2 separate regions of the Mus musculus genome follow, and region 1 is linked to region 2. A link is a contact called in public promoter capture Hi-C data. All regions are on one chromosome and are shown on one strand. The core of a region is the stretch at or near the end of the contact, and the rest is flanking DNA. Distances in the headings are between cores, read along the strand shown. Region 1 holds the start of Slc47a2 (solute carrier family 47, member 2). Region 2 holds the start of Dhrs7b (dehydrogenase/reductase (SDR family) member 7B).

Region 1 (4,578 bases), core at 277-2,776, 510 kb before region 2:
TTACGGAGAGGACTCCTGCTCCTAGGGGTAGTCTTAGTCTTGGTGGGTGGGATTTTAGTGAGAGTCTATATCAGAATTGAATAATGTGGGAATGCCATCAATCCAGCAACTTGGGTGCTCCTCAGTCTGTGAAGTTAATGCTGAACAAATCCACCCCACATTGAAACATCAGGGCTGGGGATACTGCAGACAGCAATATGTTCAGCATGTTCTGGGCCCTCTAACATAAGTTCTCTCTCTCTCTCTCTCTCTCTCTCTCTGTATGTGTCTCTCTTTGGGTGTGTGTTTGAGAGAGACAGAGAGAGGGAGACACCCCCCCAAGAGATATAAACAGAAAGACAAAGAGACATAGATGAGACAGAGGCAGAGGAGATGCTCTGGAGTGGACAATGCCTGCAATATACTTACCTACCAAATACCAGTATTCGAAACATTGTACCAACCGGAATGTTGATTTTGCACCCCTGGGATTGCAGGGAGTCACCTGGAGACTCTAGCTCACTGCCACTGTCCCCATGTTTCCAAAGGATAGTGTCACACATTGTGAACCCAGGAAAAGCTCCCCGTTCAAAAACAGTCTCTTCTGAATGCGTGTCACTTTTGCATCAATGTTAAAGTTGAGCCCCTGGAAAGTGAATCACTGTTTAAGTCTGGGCCCACGTGCAGTTTTGAACATAGAGACAATTCAGAGCCAGTCATTATAGTTAACAGAATTCAACTGTGCCCATGGGAATTATGAACTGAGAATTCAAAAATTTTGTTTCTCTAATAAATAAGGTAAACACCATATAGTGCAATGTGGGGGAGACTATGGGGGAGTATTAATTCATCTGCCACTGTCAAACATGCACTGCTGTCTACTGTCTTCATTCCGGGCTGGAATTCCTATTTCTTCTGCCTATTGTTTTCTATGCTACAAAACTATATCTGAACTGCTTCTATATTCTTGCTGTGTGACTTCTATTAAATACATTTTATGATATGTCTCTGGGCTGTAGATTATTATTCCGTGAGCAAACAGCGTTTATAAATCATCAGAGGAAGCTCAGATTCCCCTGGGAGAGGGGTGCAGGCAACGGGAGGTCTCTGGAGCTGTAAAGCGATGAAGACCCAGAGTGACAATCCCCCTGGTGGTGGCCATTGGACAAAGCTTGAACAAAGTCGAAGCCCAATTCTTCCAGCCTCTGAAGGGTTGATTAAGTACACACGGATAATTCAGCAAACTTCCAAAGTACAGAAAATGAACACAATTAGAAACGTCAGTCACTATGAGTGTAAAACGGCTCAATTTATTTTTTCTTTTGGTGGTTGGGGCTGGGGTTGGAGTCTGCTACAGGCAGGCATTCCTCATTGAGCTACACCAGCAGCTACACAGTGGCGTTTGGATGGGACCACCTAAACCATCCCTCAGCTTAATTCTTGTTGTGTCTATAAGCACCCAGGCCGAGGCTTGTGCCGCGCGCTGCGCTCGGCGACGGTTGGATTTGGACGCGGCGCCCGGGGCGGGGTGGCGCGTGGGGCGGTTCCCGCCCGGCTCCCTGCACTTCGCAGTGGCTACTCGACTCACGGCTCCACGTGTGGATCGCGCCACTATCTGAGCCTGTGCCATGGAGCCGGCCGAGGACAGCCTGGGAGCCACCATCCAGCCCCCGGAGCTGGTCCGCGTCCCACGGGGGCGCAGTCTGAGGATCCTGCTGGGCCTTCGAGGAGCGCTGTCCCCCGACGTGAGACGGGAGGCGGCCGCGCTAGTGGCGCTCGCGGGCCCGGTGGTGAGTTGGACCCCGAGCTGCGGGCGCGGGGCGACCTCAGGCGGCCCGAGAGTGACCGCCTCTCTGCTCCTTGCAGTTCCTGGCGCAGCTGATGATCTTTCTCATCAGCATCGTCAGTTCCATCTTCTGCGGACACCTGGGCAAAGTCGAGTTGGACGCCGTGACACTCGCTGTTTCCGTAGGTGCTAACTGTTTCAGCTGATGATGTGGTAAAGCCGGAAAGCTTTAATGTGTTTTTATTTGTATAGCGCTGGAAATGGCCTCAGTGCCAAGAATCCGAATTAGAACTGCAGGGTCTGGGTCTGACCCACCGTGCTACTATGATCTTCAGATTTGGGAAGAGAGCGAGTTCAGAGTAAATCCCCGCTTCACCCCCTCCCAACCCCCAGGCACTGCGTCCTGGGGGGACATGAAAGGAGTGTCCCAAGCAGACCACATGGTGCACAGCTACCCTAAATGAACTTTGTGTCCCCACTTCTGAAACCAAACCACCAAAGCTATTAGTTACACGGTTCATTAAGATTGCATGTAAAGTGTCTTTCTTCCTCATGGCTTGCAATCCCGCGTCCTTAGAAGCCTCTCTCCATCTGCTAGCAAGGTAGTGGAAAGCAGCTCGCTTGCATTTGATCCTCACTTTCAGACAGGAGAGAAACTCTTCCTCCAAGGGAGGTGATGGCGACTGGGTCCTCCCCTATTTCCGAAAGTGTCCCTTCTGCCCGCTAGGATGTTGGAATGCCCTGTGCAATAGTGGAGGTCCGCAGTTTCTCTTTCAGTATAATGGAGGAGAGAGACCTGGCGCTCGCTCTCTCTCTCTCTCTCTCTCTCTCTCTCTCTCTCTCTCTCTCTCTCTCTCTGTGTGTGTGTGTGTCTCAGTTTATGTATGGATCTATAACTGTACTGTCAGAATTATAGTTTTAGTTTTCTCTCTCTCTCTCTCTCTGTGTGTGTGTGTCTCAGTTTATGTATGGATCTATAACTGTACTGTCAGAATTATAGTTTTCTCTCTCTCTCTCTCTCTCTCTCTCTCTCTCTCTCTCTCTCTCTCTCTCCTCTTTCTCTGTTGTTGTTGTCTGGCAATTTCCTTTCCTTTTCCTGTTATGTCTCTAGAGTTTCGATGTAAAAACAACAGGAATAAATGCGACCCACAGTGAGACAGGAGGCTTGGCGGTGGTCCGTGGGAGCACCAGTGTGTTCTACAGACAGGGCTTTCTGCAGATAAGGGCAGGACAGTGAGAGCCACTGTCAGCCCTTCATAAATGAGTCAAGGAGATATGTTGCTTTTAGTGAATGTTACCTTGTAACTAATTGTTGGGAAGGTAGTGGCCCAGTGGTTAGATATGTTAAGTTTTATACATTTTGTTTTTGAAACAGGGTCATGCTCAGTAGTCCAGGCTGGCCTTGAAGTTTCAATATTCTTGCCTCCATTGGAATTACGGGCCTAGTCATTTTTGTCTCATCTTTTGTTGTAATGCTGTTCCTGGTGAGAGAGAGAGAGAGAGAGAGAGAGAGAGAGAGAGAGAGAGAGCTCTGACTGTGCTCAGTCTGGTAGAAGCTTGAACAAACCTGGGCTATAGAGGATGACTGGTATTCTAAGCCAACCAAAGGCAGTTAGTTACAACAATAACAACAACCAACCAAACAAACAAACAAACAAATAACAGAACAAAGACACTCTCATGTGTCAAAGTAGGGCAGGGGTGGTATACACCTTTAGTTCCAACCCTTGGAGGGAGGCAGGCAGGCAGGTCTCTGAGTTCAAGGCCAGCCTGGTCTACAGAGCAAGTTCCAGGACAGTCAAAGCTACACAGAGAAACTCTGTTTAGAAAAATAACTTTTTGTTTGTATGTTTGTCTGAGACATGTTTTGTTTTGTTTTGTTTTGTTTTGTTTTGTTTTGTTTCTGTGTAGTTCTGGCTGTCTGGGAACTCTCTGTAGAGACCAGGCTGGCCTCGAACCCCGAGATCCACCTGATTCTGCCTCCTACTGAGTACTGGGATTAAAAGCACACACTACCACTTTTTATAAAGTGAGGTACTTCCTCTTTCCCTTTCCTGGATTGGTTGATCAGTGTGTGCCTCACTGCTGGGTCCCTTGTGCCATGTGCCCTCTGGGTTTCCTGTCTGGTGGGGTAAGTTTAGGGGACTCCATATGTGGCCTGCTACTGACCTCCCGAGGATGTAGGTCTCCGGGCCCATTGTTAGTATCTCAGAGCATTGCTGAGGCAGAGCAGTTTATAAGGAAAGGGTTTCTTTAGGACATTTGAGAGCATGGTACCAGCTTCTGCTGAGATCCAGGGGGAACCTCGGAGCTCCATCATCACATATAGATGGCACCATGGCTTCTGGTAGGAGCCAACAGTCACACAGCGAGACTGAAGGCAAGAGGGACTCAGGTACCTGGCAAACTTCGTACAGTTTGTTCTCAGGGGAACAAATTAGGTCCCGGGATCTCACAGAGCCCAGCCTGACCTCAAACTTGCCATGTTGTAGCAGGGTAGCTCCTCCTGCCTTCACCTTTCCAGGGCTGGGGTTACAGGCATGTGTCACCGTGACCAGTGTCACCATGGCAGTGCTGGCTTGGTGTATTCTAGACAAGCACTCTACCTACTGAGCCCCGTGAGAACTATATTAGCCCCATCTTAGGCCAGCATCCCAGTGACTTAGCCACCCTTCACTAAATGTCACTTCTTGAAGGCCCCACTACCTCTCAGCTACACCACACTGAGGACCAGGCTTTCAGCATATAAACCTTTGGAGACCACATTTCATTAGCCAAAGCACTGGATCAGAGAGCAGGTAATTTACCTGGAG
Region 2 (5,019 bases), core at 1,411-3,910:
TGTAACTCAGAAAAGAATTTTTCTTTTCACCGTTATTTTATGTGCATTTATTTTGCCTACATGTATATCTATGTGAGAGTGTGAGATCTTAGGGGTATCCTTATGTGCTGCCAAAATTTATGTGCTAAAATTTGAACCTGGGTCCTCTGGAGGAGCAGTCAGTGTCCTTAATCACTGAGCCATCTCTCCAGCCCCCTCAGGGAAAAAAAACAAAAAAAAAACAAAAAAAAACAAAAAACTGAGCAAAGATTCTTTCCACTATAGCAAGTAGTTTCTCACAGTCTGTTCTCTATAAGGAAAAGTCTACTTAACCTGCTAATCCATGTACTAGAATAAAAATAAATGATCCCAAACGAACTCTTAATGTTGGAAAGGAAAAATTAAACAAGCAAGGAAGGGTCACCCGGCTCATAAAATAAGAAATTTCTAAGTCTGAAAGTTCGTAAAACTTTCAAGACTCAACAAGGCCTGCCGGTCCTGACAGCTGTATGAATAAACACCATGCTGAGGAGAGGTCAGAGAGCAAATGATTGCTGACAGAGAAGGCTGTTCAGTGGTGGAGCTGCCTGCAAGGTGAACAGAAACCAATAATGTAGCTCCCATTCTGAGACGGGCATTTCAGGGATGCAGACGCCTTTGAATTACGTTTCTTCTATGTAATTCCTCACCCAGTCACCTTAATAAACTCACCCATTTACCAAGCTAGACTTGGATGAACTTGCTCTCTAGCTAGAGTGAATAGACATTTTGTATCTTCCAAAAAAAAGTAAGTCTACCTGGGTCTGGCCTCCAGCTCCTGACCTTGTGACCTCCTGCCTGGGGAGTAATTGCAACTACCAGCATCCCCCCCAAGTGCCTGGCACTAGGGTTTGAGGAGGAACCTGGGCCTCCATACTAAGCGGGTGCACAGGACTTGTAACAATCTTTCAATAATTTCTCTTACAATGACCAACTCAAAGGCAATCTTGGTTCCCTGGATGAGCATGGCTTTTGCATAGAGGAATGTATCTAAAAGCCTGCCTCCCCTCATTAATTTGCTGCAGCTAAGCTTCCAGGACTCTTCCGAAATGTAGAGATACTACTACTGACTTCATACTCTGCTGTGATGAGGAAAGTGGGTATCTACAATAGACAGATAGTGGTGGGTACTCCAGTTAGTTTCCCTTCCTGCACTTCTAAAACAAGTAGGTCTTGATGCCTAATTCAAACCTTATCACTAAGGGGTCCCTTGCCACCTGCTACTTCTCTAAAGCTTTCCACTACCCCTACAGGGTTACAAGACTGAAAAGTCTTTACAGGCAATTCCACTAAAAGTAGTAAGTACGGGGCTGGAGAGATGTCTCATTAGTTAAGAGCACTGACTGCTCTTCCGAAGGTCCTGAGTTCAATTCCCAGCAACCACATGGTGGCTCACAACCATCCGTAATGTGATCTGATGCCCTCTTCTGGTGTATCTAAAGACAGCTACAGTGGGGCCAAGGGCTTCCAAGGCTGTGGGTTATGGGAAGCTCTAAGGACAGAGGGCCAATGAAGGCTGTGGATATGCACAGTGGAGACTCTTTTAGTTACTGTATTGACATTGCCTGCACTGTGTATTGCTCAGACAGGATGTGCTGGGCACTAAAGATCATGCTGCCCTGGCACCCAAGTGTTAAGGTCAGCCCTTCAACCCTCTGCTTGACCATGTGAGCATCCTGGATCCCAAACATGAGATCCTGCCCACCACCACCATCTCAGAACAAAAAGGTGGGAAGCCAGAGCCAACTAACATGTCCCAGTCAGTGCCTACAGGGTCTTAGCAGCTGTGTCTGGAGGCTGGCTGTTGTCCTGTAAAGACATTTAATAAAATATCGCATAAAAAGGAAAAATAACAAAAGTAAATACCCACCTGAGAGCTAGTGCAAGTGTTTGTGTGGAAAGGCGTATGTATTAACTCTCAAATCACTATACTAAAGGCTAATGAACTGAGAGTAATGTATGAGTACCATGTGTTGAGTACATGTAGCCACTAGCTAAGCCCTTGCAAGCAAAAACTTATTTACTCTTCACTACTGCCATATTTCTAAAGTTTTAACTGAAGAAACGGTCGCTGAATGTTTAAGGCATCCACCCACAGTTGCACCTGCTAACCGGCACAGTTAGGGTTGGAAGTGTCTAATCTAAGAAAGCTGTTCTCATGGATGTTCCAAAGTCAGAATCTTGCTCGCCCTTTCCGAAAACCCAGATCTCCTAACCATCCCCGGGCAGGAGTGCCACTGGGGTCATGCCACAGTAGCTATGCACACGCGACCTTGCGCGCTCTAGGCTCCAGACCCTGAAACGCACACACAGAGACCAGGTGATCTCCGCGATGAGCGTGCCGGGGCGGAGTGCCTGAACCCTGCTTCCTTCACTGTGGGGCGCCGCGGGGAACCGGAAGCTATCAGGATCCACAGCCTCCCCAGAACGTGCTCAGCCTCACTCAGTCACTTAAAGCAGATGTACCCCGCGCCTCCGCTTTAGACAGGACACCGTCCTCATTTCCACTCACCAAGAGGTTGCAACATCCCTAGCCTTTACCTAAAGGACGGAGAGATCATGGTCAATCAACTTCATGCTCCCGCCTCGGAATTGACGAAATGCAGCTTGGTTCCGTCCAATCACAATACTCGGGAAGCACATGCGCTCTGAAGATGCGCCCAACAGAGGTAGAGTTTAGCCTTTGCGGTCTAAATGACGTCAGTCTGCTTAAGTCCTATACCGTAAATCTTCCGGAGGAAAATTCTAAGTAGTGGTTTGGGTTCCATCGGTTTTCAGAAAAAACTGAACTTGCTCTGCAAAGCTGAGTTTGATGGCATATGGCTGTTATCCGAGTACTTGAGAAATGAAGGGAGGCAGCTCAGGAATACAAGGTCCCCTTTGGGCTAGGCTGCATGACACTGCTTCAAAAAGCAAAAATAAATGCTACAGTTGCCAAGATTATTATAAACGGCGATGTGATGTTGTTACAAAGATGGGGAGAGGGGGCTCGGTTTTTGTTTTTGTTTTTTAAGGAGGTTAGAAACAGACCTACACATAAGTAGTCACTTTTCCTTCCAACAAGGAGCCACATTTAACACAACTAGGAACGTACTATTCTAGTATTACTATTATATATATATATATATATATATATATATATATATATATATGTATATATATATATTACATACATACATTATATACATACATACATATATACATAAATACATATGTGTACATATATACATATATATACATACATATATGTCACTATTACATGTAATATTAATACTATTAATAGTGCTAAGTCTAGGAACTTTCTTTATTCTTTTTCTTTCTTTCTTTCTCCCCCTCACCCCGCCTCTTTTTGGGTTTTTGAGACCAGTGCTTTCTTTATGTAGCCTTGGCTGTCTTGGAACTCGTTCTTTACACCAGGCTGACCTCGAACTCACAGAGATCTGCCAGCCTCTGCCTTCCAAGTGCTGTGAGTTCAAGACTAGCCTGGTCTACATCGCGAGTTTCAGGACACCCAGGACTACAGAGAGAGACCTTGTCTCAAGATAATAATTATAACAACAACGTCAACAACACAAGAGAGTGTATAAGCAATACAATTTGTAATACATATAGCTGGAAATAAATTTTATTTCAAAAGATACAAAGTTTGCAGAAAAAATTATTATCTTAGTTTTTCAAGACAGGGTCTCTCTGTGTAGTCCCAGTTGTCCTGGAATTTACCCTGTAGACCAGGCTGGCCTCAGAGATCTGCCTGCCTCTGCCTTCTGAGTGATGGGATTAAGGGCATGAGCCACTATTGCTCAGCAAATTTATTGTATGTTCATTATTGACTGTTTATTGTAGATGAGAGGAGCTTGCATAAAGATATTTCATGCAAGTTTATAATGTACTTTGGGCATACTCTCCTCCATTCTCTCTAGCCTCCTCTTTCCACCCCCACTTAAGTGTAAGGAGTCACACAGACACACACCCTTCTCTGTGTAAGCTGAAGCCAAGTAGAGAGTTGAGTCGGAATTCCATCCCTCACTGACAAGACCACTTCCCACGTGTGAAAAGAGGCCATGCAGAGAGCAATAACTAAACACTCTTTCCCCTCCCAGTGTCAATGGAGACTTATTAGAAGTCTGGACTTCCATTTGTACCAAATAGTAACAAAGAGTTCCTCTAGGTGTCAGTGAAGGACAAGTGGAATTTACAGACTTCCACATCCATCTGCCAATAGCAAAAAGGCATAAGATTATCCTGCCAAAGTATTGTCCAAGGAAGCCAGCTTAAATGGAAAATGGAAATAGGATTCAGACTCTTAAGGTACTTAGAAGTCCAGGTTTCTGTCAAAAAGCACTAGCTTTGGGCTAGAATATATAGCACAATGTTAGAGTACTTGTAAGCATATGCAATGCACTCAGTTTTATCCGTAGCACAAGAATGAAAATTGAAAAGCATATGTTTTTAATAAGAAACTGAACTTTTTTCTTTTTTAACATTTTTTATATTTTTATTAGTCCTTTGAGAATTTTGTACAATTTTTAAAAAAGATTTATTTATTTTATGTATGTGAGTACACTGTCCTTCTCTTCAGACACACCAGAAGAGGGCATCAGATCCCCATTACAGATGGTTGTGAGCCACCATGTGGTTGCTCGGAATTGACCTCAAGACCTCTGGAAGAACAGCCACTGCTCTTAACCACTGAGCTGTCTCCAGGTCAACCTTTTTCTTTTAAAATCTTTATATGTATGGCTGCCTCACCTACATATATGTTTATGTACTAATTGTGTGCCAAGTTCCCAGAATCTCTAGAAGAGGTTATCAGATATACTGATACTGGAGTTATAGGTGAATGTGAGCTGCCTTGTGGGTACTGGGAATTTAAACTGGGTCCTCTGGAAGAGCAGCCAGTGCTCTTAACTACTGAGCCATTCATCTAGACCCTCCCCACCCCCGATAGATAACTTTTAGATGGTGCCTCTCCTCTCCCTCAGGTGCCTCTTCCTCACTATC

What was found. Promoter capture Hi-C pulls out the DNA fragments that hold promoters and counts their contacts.
Region 1: a contact with region 2 is called in a promoter capture Hi-C map of embryonic stem cells, with 2.3 times the contacts expected there. The contact joins the promoter of Slc47a2 here to the promoter of Dhrs7b in region 2.

What each region holds. Positions count from the first base shown.
Region 1 is chr11:61,339,808-61,344,385 of GRCm38.p6, reverse strand. Slc47a2 (solute carrier family 47, member 2) reads left to right here and starts at 1,526. Exons shown (of 17, transcript NM_001033542.2): 1 at 1,526-1,769; 2 at 1,846-1,947. The coding sequence starts at 1,608. It overlaps Slc47a1 (solute carrier family 47, member 1), which reads left to right. Exons shown (of 17, transcript NM_026183.5): 17 at 1-986. The coding sequence ends at 84.
Region 2 is chr11:60,828,272-60,833,290 of GRCm38.p6, reverse strand. Dhrs7b (dehydrogenase/reductase (SDR family) member 7B) reads right to left here and starts at 2,660. Exons shown (of 7, transcript NM_145428.2): 1 at 2,560-2,660. The coding sequence starts at 2,579.